Regions from separate parts of the Zea mays genome. Here region 1 is linked to region 2. The links are chromatin contacts, called in public Hi-C maps. All regions are on one chromosome and are shown on one strand. The core of a region is the stretch at or near the end of the contact, and the rest is flanking DNA. Distances in the headings are between cores, read along the strand shown.

Region 1 (5,745 bases), core at 2,601-5,100, 740 kb before region 2:
TATGCACACTTGACACTGATAATTTAATAATTATGCCACTAATATTTGAGTACATAGATTATAATTATAAAACCATAAAAGAACTAAAGAAATCAGCAAGTGGAATGGACAATCCAAAGGAAACTAAAATACACAAAAATTAAGGATGATAACAGAAGAAGTCATGCAACACCAATGTATTACTATAAAGCCACAAAAGATCTCATATGGTTAGCAAGTGCAACAAATACAATCATACAATGAAAAGAAAACTAAAATACACAGAAAAATAAGGAAGTAGTCATGCACAACCAAAGAATTACTTACAATCGGGTGAGCTAATAACTCTCCAAAATTATAAATGTTATCACCCAGCAAGGCTGCTAGAGAAAGATCAAAAGCCAAGTCCTGACAAGATATAGAATAGTCAATAAGTCAGATGAACTTTTAAACTGAAGTTTTGTTTTACAGTTCAAATGTTATTGATGGTGAAACATACTAGCTTGAATGACTCAGATAGAGACTCCACAGTTGTGTAGGCCAGATAGAGAAGAGCGTTCTTATAGAACTCTGCAAATTCTTGGCATGACTTGTGGTATTGAGATGATATCCAGTAAAAGCTAGCATGAACTGTGGGATCGACATCAGTCATACTATCCAGGGTGGTTTTCCCATCCTCCAACGAATTCTTGCACTCTTTTTGGTTTCCTTTCTCAAGATTAATAGCTGCAATTTGCATCTTCACATAGAGAATCGGTTCATTAATCCGTGACTCTCTTGTATCACGCAGCTTTGTGATCACCCCCTCTAAGAAGGTAATTGCAGCATCCTTATCAGGGTACTGGCGAGAAGCTATCACCGCAAAATGGGCAAGCTTGAGCAGATTAATCTTGGTCTCAAAATCAGTGATGAAATTGTTGTAGAGCTGAATGATAGTGTCTCCGGTCTGTAGAAGAAAAGGTGATATTAGAATCATAAAAGACAAAAGAGTACAGAAATAGCAGCAGGTGAAATGACTTGGAACAATATAAAATTGGCAAACTTTATCAACATAGGTAGTAAACCACCAACAAGATTAAGTAATACGTACAAACAACCAGAAAGATCAGCATGGCCACTAGAGGACAGAAAAAAACTCTTGATAAAACAAATAGATACAAGAGATATCGATAATATTTTATTAAAGGAAAAGGTATATATAACCCCCTGACGTATTCAGGATATAGTCTACATAACCCCTGAACTATAAAACCAGGTATTGTACACATTAAACTTTGATACAACCAGACAAATAACCCCCTTGGCTGGTTTGGTTAGTGGTTTTGCATATGTGGAACTCCACACTGGCTCGTTTCAATGGCATGGTGTCAAGTCCCACCTATCAGCCCACACCGCCGCCGCCAACCGGGTGGTGTGCACACGCTGCTGCTGTCCCCATCGCTCGCACTCGTGTCATCTTGTGGACGCCCCACGTCCTGGCACTAGCTACCGCACCACAACTGCCGCAGCGCAGCGTCAAAGAGGGACGCTGACCTCGCCACGCAGAACTTACACTAGACATCCATCCTTCACCTCAGCATCGAGCTCTCCACCACATCCCCGGTGCCTGCATCCTCGCCGATATCAAGCTGCTCGCACCGACCTCAGGCAGATAGAGCAGCATGTCCACTGGCATCGTCAACGACATGTGTGCGTGGATCCTGCTCATGATCGCCTTCACCATCTCGAAGGTGAGCAGCACCGCACTGTCGTCCCTACAGGTGCTCCTCTTTGGGGCGCTCTTCGTGCTCTTTTGCTTCTACGCCATGCACCCCAGCATGTTTTGGTTCATCCACTACACCCCCGAAGGTATCTGCACTTTTGCTTCTCTATCATGCTCACCGGCGTGTGCACTCGGTCTTCGGCACCTTTGTCTGTGGACTGGTCGGCATGGTGAACTGCAAGATGGACCAGTCCTCACGGGCACAGCTGGCAGTCATGCTTGTGGGAATCTCGGCCCTCCACTTGCTGTCATCATCATCATTAATAAACTCTAGTGACACTTTACCTTCTCACAAACGATAGGTGCAGCAAACCAGTCCCTTGAAGGCAAGATCGGTTACGTATGGGTAGCAGAAATATGCATGAAACTAGTAATGTGTGTTAGTTCCTTGGTTGCAACTTGCATGCATGCATGAGCATGCTGAGAAAGGGAAACATAGAATCAGGGGAAGGAAGCCAGTGGTGGCGGCTATGGATCGGATGAGGCAGTGGTGGCAGCCGTGATTCTTGAAGAATGGGCAGTATGCAGTGCGCTTGTTCGCAGCCACCGCAAGGCTGTGTACGAAAGGGGGCACCACGCACTTGGATGCTCTTAAAGCAGCGGTAGTTGCCGAGCGTGCATGCAGACGTAGCAAAGGGGCAGGCCAACCGGGACATGATGATCATAAAGCCAGCCAGGCTGACAGACGGTTCAATGTGCCACAGTGTCATAGCTAACTTGGAATGCCAGCTAAGCACAGCCACTTGACAATACCGTCACAGGGGTTATTTGCCTGGCTTTGCAAAGTTTATGTAGTTTTATAAGTCCAAGGTTAAGTAGATTACCCTGAATACATTAGGGGTTATATAGACTTTTTCCTTTTATTAAACATGGCAATGAACAATTGAAAGAAGCATACTTATAAACAACCAGAATGACCAGCATGCCCACTAGAGAACAAAGGAACTCTTGATAAAACAATAGGTACATGAGATATAGATAATTAGATTTGGTATTTTATTAAACACAGCAATAAACAATTGAAAGAAGCAACTCAGCCTCCTCTGGTTTTCCTTCGACATCATTGTTCTTCAGCAATTGCACATACATCCAGCATCGAAGTTTGGTTCAGTGAAAACTCATGTAATATATGATAGATATCAAATGTACCATTCAAATGAGAATAACCAGAACAACTCATTGATAAGTTTTTTGTATCCAATTCAATTATGTTTGATTAAAGCAAACTGGAGCTGCAGATGGATACTCGAATAACATGCATAATGTTTTATAGGTCCAAGACACAAACTGGTGAAGCTCACAGTATATCAGAATTGAATTAAGAACCATGAGCAACAAAGAATTGACCAAATACTGGAGAGTTGTATGTAATTTCCCCACATAAGTAACTCAACATGATTAGACTAGCAACAATTATCCAGTCGCTACTCTTAAATCATACTAAAGCATGGGGAAGTATAGGAGGCGGAGTGGGTTTGCAGCGAGATCCGCCCTATGAACGAAGCCATCTACAAAGCCTTAACTGACCCTAAGACGAGGAAGGCGGCGGGGGAGAGAGAGAGGAGGAAAAGGAAGCGAACCTGTGCGGCCTGGAGCTGTAGGAATTGGTCGAGCTTGAGGGTGAGCTGGTGCCATAGCTTCTGCTGGTAGAGGTCGGCGAGGGAAGCATACCAGTCGGCGAGGTCCGGGCGCGCCTGCCGCTGCGCCTCCACGTACTGCAGCGCCATCGCAATCCAACTCCGGTTCCCGTCCCGAGCAAGCAGCTGTTGGTCGGTAGGGTTTGAGATAAGATCTGCTACGACGACTGCAGCTGCGAGGGAGACGACTGAGAGAGAGAAGAAGGTAACCACCACCAGCAACAGCAATGCAAAAATAAAACCCTAGCGCTGGCGGAGGTGTGGCAGGAGAAGAGGGGAAGGGGGTGATACTTGCCGTCAGACGGAAGGGAAGGATCCGGGTCGGTCGATTGGTAGATCTATATTCCGCAGGTCTGGACTCGACTGAAAGTGCAAGAAAGAGGAGAAGCCCGACGACGGCTGCGACGCAGCGACGGGGAGAACACAAGACGAGTCGGAGGCGACGCCATACTGCGGACAGCCCAATGCAAATGCGTGCGTGGGGCAGCGGCCCATCCAGCAAGAAATCAAACTCCGCCCATGGGCCTCTCCCCTACGTTGTTGCAAGTACGACCGATTGACCGGTTTGCTGCATGAAGTAACTTGTTTATATTTAAAAAATGGAATTTCAATTTTATATCTTGACTACTAAAAATATCTGCGGCTCCTGAACAGACGTGACAACTAGTTTGGTGACAAAGGAATGGTAGAAGATCCATACAAAATGGTCCCTATAGCTCTAGAATTAGGCGCCACAGCACCTATCGCTGATATCGAGCCAGCTCGGCTCATTCCAGCTCAAGCTGACTCGTTAAGGTAGTGTTTGGTTAAAGAGCCAAGTAGAACGGAGCCGTTCTGTCCCAGTTTTGTTGTTGTTTGGTTACAAAGTAACTAAAACGGAATGACTCCAATTAGTGAATATTCTCCTCAGATCCGGAATCATTCTGCTCCAAAAAATCAACCGGACGGAGCCGCTCCGTTCCCATCCCGCTCTCACAGTCACGCTCCGTTCTGTTCACTCTGCAACCAAACAAAAAACAGAGCCGCTCCGTTCCAGATTACCAAACACAGAACAGAGCGGCTCAACAATAGAAAATAATAATTATACTCATAGTTCAGAGACCACATCAATGTATCATCAAATTAACACAACTCGTCACTCATCAATTCACTATTCGCACACATGTTTATCAGTTTAACTCACACTTATATTCTCATAGAACAATTTAACACATATACATAGTTCATCAATCATTAGTTTTACTCATTGGTCATAGATACCACACATACATATAACATGGTCATCAATTGTTACGTAAATGATATGCATATAGTTTTGTTTTGCTGAAATGTGATAGCTCGTTTAGCTCGTGAGCTGGCTTGTTAACAAACCGAGCCAGCTCGTTAATGAATTGAGCTCGGATGCCAGCTCAGCTCGTCAAAAAAATTAAACGAGTCGATCCGAGCCGAGCTGATCACGAACCGAGCGAGCTAACGAGACACGAGCATTTCATCCAGCCCTACCTATCGCTTGTGGCAGGGCAGTAGGTGTCATGACGCTCAATTGCTAGTTGGCAGGTAACAATTTTTAGTTATATAAACCTATTATGTGTTTTTAGGGTTTTACTAGTCGGTTGTCCGTGCGTTGCAACGGCTCACAACAATACTCATGTAAATTATCCACTAAAAAGATCTCAAGATTTTTTATTCATTGTCTTCGCTCTCCGCATAATATTTTTTTTATTTGACTAACTCATGTTGTTGTTTACTCCATCCAATATGTTTGGTACAACACGGCAAATGAAGGGAGCAATTAGAAGAAAGTTCACAACGACTGACTGAACGAACAGAAATTATAGAATGACATAATTCCACCATAAATAGACCAAATAAGAGGAAGTTTGTGAGCTCAAGTTTCTAAAATAAGTCACATGAACTCAAACTTATAAAAAATATAGATCAAAATATGGAGTGGTTGCTAAAGTCAAGCATCAATAAAAATTGGATGCGCTCCATACAAATTATGGTACTTTGTAGCAATTACTAACGTTTAAAACCAACAAATAACCTTTCCTTTTACTGTTAGCGTGACAAATCATTGTTGCTCCATTCAATTCAGCAACCTCAAATACCATGGAGTCCATTGCACCAAGGTGGTCTCCGAAACGACCTAATGCATGCAAGAGCCAAGAACACAAGGGACGAGCATCCTGTGGTAGTGCATGCATAGATCTCCAAATTCTAACACATATTTTTGCAGGATCCATGAGCCAGCATCAGAAGAACACAAACCATGTGCAGACAATAAATAAAGTATTAACATATCCAAATTATGTTTAGTCCTTAGCACAACAAAAAAACTAACACCCAAAACAACAGAGGAACAAC
Region 2 (5,970 bases), core at 1,539-4,038:
GAAACACAAAGGATAGAGTGACCAGCAACTAAACAAAGATTCTAAGGACTGAAACTTAACAAAACTCACTGGAACAACAGATTGAAAGAAAAGGCTATGGCAAAAATATTTTATGGCTTTTTGGTGGATAGGACGAACACAAAATATATGTAGCTAAGGGTAAAGAATCCTACCATGGCAACTGAGGCTTTGATACCAGATGATGCGTCACGATGCCCGATCTTCACGACGTAGGATCAATCTTTAGATAACTAGCTTCAAAGAAGCCAAGATAACTTGCTGCAAGCAGCAATAACTAGTGCAACCTGACAAATAAAACTCGAAGCCAACCACCGTCTTTAACCGGCAGCCTGAATCGAGGATTCGCCCAACCACACTCTCAAAGAACCAACCAACACAACCTACAATCAATCGAGGAGACCTCAAAGGGAGTAGGAGCACCAATTGGGAGCGGATGAAGCCGCCGCTTCTGCAATCCCGCGAAGGAATTCACAAGAGCAAAGGGGTAGAGATCACTCTCAATATTTGTTAGCACACAGCTGAACAAAGGGGTTCTGTTTTAGATTCTCATAAGCTGCCTTACATCATAGACATAGGGGGGTATTTATACTAGTAACAACCAGCCTTAGCGAGGTATAAACATGAAACAAAAGTATTTTCACGTGCTAATGTGAAGGAGCCTCTTCGGGAGATCTGCAGAGCTGATTTCCGTGTGGCTGTTTGACTTCTGCGCAACCTTCAGTATTTTGACAATAACTTCTTCTAGGAATCTTCAAATGACGTGGGACTGGTTGCATTGGAAAGCTAACTTGATAAAATTTCTCACCATATATAGCATGATTAATGAAACTTCGTAGAATGATAAAGTTTAATACGAAAACTTGGTCATCAAGCAGACTGTTGAACTTCTGACCAGTCAGCACTAAAGTAGGTCGGCTGCCTTTCTGGTAGATTTGATTAAGTCGGCTTTAAAAGCATTGGAAACTAGACTTCAAGAGCTTTCTAAAAAGTACTTATGGGCCTTCATAGCTTTTGAGAATCAAAAGATATGACTGTTTCTTCTGGACGGTTCTGTTGCGCTGGACTGACTCGGACATAGCTCTTCTTGTTGACTCGTCCTTGATACGTTGTCCTTCCTCTTTGGTGAACCTAAGTAATATCAACATACACGACTTAGGTAGCATAAAGTTCTCATTAGTGTTTAATTGAAATTCATAAAGTAGCGCGTGCACCTCTTGCTGTAGCTTCTTAGCTCGGCTACGTGTAATTGGTCCATCAAAGGCTTGGGTTGGTGATGTTATTGATTGTACTTGAGTTGATGTAGTATGACTTGGGGGTTGTAATGTGTTGCTTAATGGCATGGTCATATCACAAACGTATAGGCTTAAGGGCATAATTGTAATTTTTTTGAAATTGTACCTCGCTTCTATAAATAGAGGAACAATGCGATACATTATGGGTGCTTTTTAGCCTAGGGAAAATTATTTTGCTCTGCCTACGAAGTTGTATCTCTCTTACCTTTGCATTGTAACTTCAAGTAGCCGAAGGTATATTTATAATCCTTTATTAAAGAATAAAATGAAAAAGGAAGCATTGCCCATCAAGGTTGAATCATATGTTTCACCTTTACACTACATCATCTTCATTCTTAATGATCAACATTTGTTTTCTGTTAACTCTCAACATCTTAGTCCTTCATTCTATCTTTCCTTCGAGATAGACAGAATGAAGGGTGAAGGTGAAGCTTAATTTAATTGTGTTGCCTTGTTTTTTTGTCTCTTAAAGGAATAAAAAACGAGTGAACAACAATGGTTTTCTCCGCTGCATAGCCATGGAGTAGGAAACCACCTAGAGAACGCATGTGTTGTTTAGATCGGCCAACAAATCCCCTATGGCGTGGGCGAGATTCGTGAAACAGGACATGCAAATGCAACTCACTAAAATTATATAAATTGGCCCACTAGCCAGCCAATAACTTATATTTTATCTCTATGATTCTATCTCTACTATATTTAAGTGTCAATAATCTTCCTGCGTACATCTCCTCTCTCATGCGAGCGGTGATACTAGGTGCCAGGGTTCCCCACATCGAGCGTGGAGAAACAAAAAATATAACCAGCCCGTCGTCCAAGGACATAACACTCAATTGTTAACCAATACATTTCATTTGCAGTTGTGTTTTAGAAATGATAGATATTAAGAATATTATGCTACACAAAAGATAAATATTGTAAATACATATTTATGCAATATTTATCTATATAATATATATATAAAACATAGCAATGTACAAATAACTAACTCATCATAAATAATATTGGAAACACCGATTGGCTGCGAAGGCAAATATGAACGTAGGAAAAAATCAGAAGAATCCGGCATCAGCACGTCGCCTTTGGCCCGGTAACGCACGCAAACTAGTAGGATTTTTATTAATTTACCAAAACAAAATAAAAATCTGCAATGTCTGGACGGCCGTGATGCGGCTGCTGTGGGGACAGAGATAGTTGACCGCATTTGTGAACCGTCCGATGCACACACGTCGGCATGACGCCGTTGGCATTTTGCTTACGGCGCAAGGAAACAAGCGGGGCAACTTGGCATCCAAGTTCGAGCCGCGCGTACCCGCGCCCAGGTGGGTCCGGGCCCATGCGTCGGAGAGCGCTTGAGGACGAAGGGCGGTGGGTGAAACGCAATTGCTAATAATGCAAGTGGGGTCACGGCAAAGGTGTGGCGCGTGCGTGGACCTCGCCCTCATCTCGTCTCCTCCGGCGGTCCGGCCTGTCCAATAATTCTAGTATTCCACCGCCGCACACCTCCTGTCTTCCTTCACCTTCGCGCTCCGCCGCCGCCGTCGATTCGTGCTGCTCTCACCCCTAACCTGTCCAACATCGCCGGGGAGGGAAGCAGCAGAAGAAGCTCCCCTTACCTCCGGCTATCGCCTGAGGATAAAGTGGGGTCTGTAGGGGAGTCTTAGGGGGGAGCAAAAGGGATAGGATAGGGAGAGATGAAGCAATCAATTTCTTCGTCCGCCTTCGCCCCTGCTTACGTCCCCGCTACTAACCCTAGGTAAGCATCGTCGATCGACGGATCTGCATCTGCTCCTCTGACTGTCTGATTGCTCGCCGAAGATGATCCCCTTGTATATATGTGTAGTTTCGATCTAGAAACTTTAGCCCTCCCATGTTGGATATGCTGGATGTCAGTTAGATGTACTATGAAGATGTAAATTGTTGTGGCTAAAGCAGATTTGAGATTATTGTTGACTTTTCAAAATTACAATTTTTAAAGTTCCTGTGACTGCTGTCCTGTTTAATTACTTGTTAAATTATGTGAAATCCTTGCGTGAACGTGTGGATCACTAACCATGGGGGAAACTGATTGAATTTTGTCAGAACTTCGCTGAATCTTACCATATGCACCTTATTCTGATATTACTTTTATTACTTGATGAGTCGCTCACTCTCCTTCCATGTACTATGCGATGGATATGGTCTAAGATACAAGTTTTCTTACTCCATGTTCAGTTAAATTCATGGTTAACTACTAATTTGTGCATGAAAGATAATTTTTTGTGTTTTAATTCATCACTCAATAGATTATTTCATAACTATGCCATCAAGGTTAGTACAAGTACCATGTTCCCTCTTGCCGCAGACCTTCATGACTAATAACAATACGAGTAAAAGCCTCTGTATCTGTCTGTATGCTTGCAGCACACCCTAGGCATCTTTGGTCAATCGGTTGACTTATTTTGCGTGGAAAGACATTGTTGCACCATGACAAAAGATACGTGCACTTTTGTCCATGATTAATATATAACAGCTAGTGACAACATTAAGATTTGTTTTTCTAGGGTCTTACTGCAAAATTGATACCATAGTTAATCCTTTTCTGAGTGTCCTGCTGTAATCCAATATTGTTCTGTTGTATATATTTCAAATGCAGCAAAAATGTATCTTACTGCATTCTGTCGATTTTCTCTTTGCAGGATCATTCTGTCTTTTCTCGTTTCTTATCCGACTCTTCTTCGTTTTATGCCTATCAGTTATGAGGTTGAACGCCTTCAGAAGCTTCTCTACTAGATTAGTGTAAATAGTAGACTTGTTCGAGTTTAGCTTGGCTGGAAGAATTAGTCTCTGGTCCGTGTTTATATCTGCTAGCAATAATGGCTGCGATGAACGGAGAGGTATTGGGTGAATGTGGAAGGAACATAAATAGTCTCAAGAGAAAGCGGGAGAGCCCCGCTGCATATGCTGCTGGCGTATTCTGCACCTCTGAATTGCATCAGCATACTGTCAATGATTCTGCTGTTAGGTTTCATCTTGATAAAGACCGTAAGGCAAAGATCGTGTGCCACTTCAACAAGCAGGTTTTGCAGAGCTATAAGAAATTCATGAGTAGTGCACCACCTAAGCGTATTTTGCTTCGCCAAGGTGCTGTCTGGAAAGACTTTCCAGAAAAGATTGTCAAATTGGCCCAAGCTGACTTCAGGGCAAAAAAGATGATCACAGAAACAGGATATCAGAACCAGCTATTTTTGCTGGATTTTGCCCATATGACATTCATAGACACAAAGACAGGTTTTCAGAGGCCAATTGCTTGGATCGATGAAAATGAAAAGTGCTACTTCCCGGAATCATTTATACAAGATCAGAAGTTATTTATGAAGAAAGATTTTGGCAACGGAAATCATGAGTACATTAGTGAAGAGCGAAATGGGACACGAGAAACGAATCACCAGTTTGGAGCATCAGAAAGTTCTGCTGAAAGCTCAAACTTTGAGTCAAGTATTGGAGATGTTTCTAGTCCTAAGAGAGCTAGGGCTGAAAAGAATTTCATTGTAAAAAAATATTGTGATATGGGAGAAGCTATTGGAGAAAATGAGTCATGCACTTTGTTGCCTACAGCCTGTAACCTACTACCACACCAAGCTAATCTGGGTGAGGTATCCCGTGCTCAGCGCACTATTGAAGCCGTGGAGAAGCTGTTGCTGCAGGGGATGGGTTCAGTTATTGAATCCAAGGACATTATTGGAATCTACAGGACTCCATTATTGGATGACCACGGACAAGTCCGTTACCATATTCACCAAAAGCAAGTACAGGTTACCGGATGTCATCGTGGAAACGCAAATGTCCGTTATGCATGGCTTCCTTGCTCCAAAAGCACTGTGCATGTAATGATGCTGAATGGTGTTTTGCAAGTTGATAAGCCTCCCAATAAGTGTGCAGCCTATGGAGAGGGCACTCTCCTTACACCAGCAAATCGTTCGGATGCCTGGTATGTTCTTGATATATCAATTATTACATATATGTCAGGATTTTTTTCTCCCCCCTTCCTAAAGTGTTGCTGGCACCTAACTCTCGTATCTTCTTATCTATGCTTCGTAGCCATTCACATTTTCTGAGTTCTGTTATGTTTGCATCTATGACTCAGATGTTTGCACACACTTTTTGATAGATAACAACAACTAAATACTGTTTCATTTTGTTATTCTCTTTCCTCACCAAGTTCATTTCCCTTCCTCTAACCGTTGCCAATTCAATATTTGTATTACTTTTTGCAGTGTGAAATACTCTGATGTTGATGAAAATGGCATTGTCCGTATGATGTTGTGCCGTGTAATAATGGGGAACGTAGAAATAGTTCACCCTGGATCTAAGCAGTGCCAACCTAGTAATAAGTATTTTGATAGTGGAGTAGACGACCTTAAAAATCCACGGCATTACGTTGTGTGGGATATGAATCTGAATAGTCATATCTATTCTGAGTTTGTAGTCACTGTCAAATTGCCTTCTAAAACCAAAGGTAACTAACTGCAGCTACCGTGGCTTCAGTTTGTTTGACTTATTTGTTTCTTAATCTGTGGCATCCCAATTTTTCTTACTACTAAGCATTTTCTGTGTCAGATTCCTTTGTATCGCAAGAAAACTGTCAGAATTCGTCTGATCTATCACTGGTGTTGAA

Evidence for each region. Hi-C and Micro-C count contacts between places; a contact is called where the count stands out from the background.
Region 1: a contact with region 2 is called in a Hi-C map of tassel, with 2.9 times the contacts expected there. The contact joins the promoter of LOC100285832 here to the promoter of LOC101027199 in region 2. A contact is called at or near these places in 2 of 25 Hi-C or Micro-C datasets (ear and tassel).

Annotation. Positions count from the first base shown.
Region 1 is chr5:46,973,460-46,979,204 of Zm-B73-REFERENCE-NAM-5.0, reverse strand. It overlaps LOC100285832 (26S proteasome non-ATPase regulatory subunit 13), which reads right to left and starts at 3,850. Exons shown (of 7, transcript NM_001158722.1): 1 at 3,674-3,850; 2 at 3,322-3,545; 3 at 479-925; 4 at 307-387. The coding sequence starts at 3,468.
Region 2 is chr5:46,227,970-46,233,939 of Zm-B73-REFERENCE-NAM-5.0, reverse strand. LOC101027199 (putative inactive poly [ADP-ribose] polymerase SRO1) reads left to right here and starts at 2,788. Exons shown (of 7, transcript NM_001346074.1): 1 at 2,788-3,069; 2 at 3,992-5,283; 3 at 5,570-5,811; 4 at 5,913-5,970. The coding sequence starts at 4,169.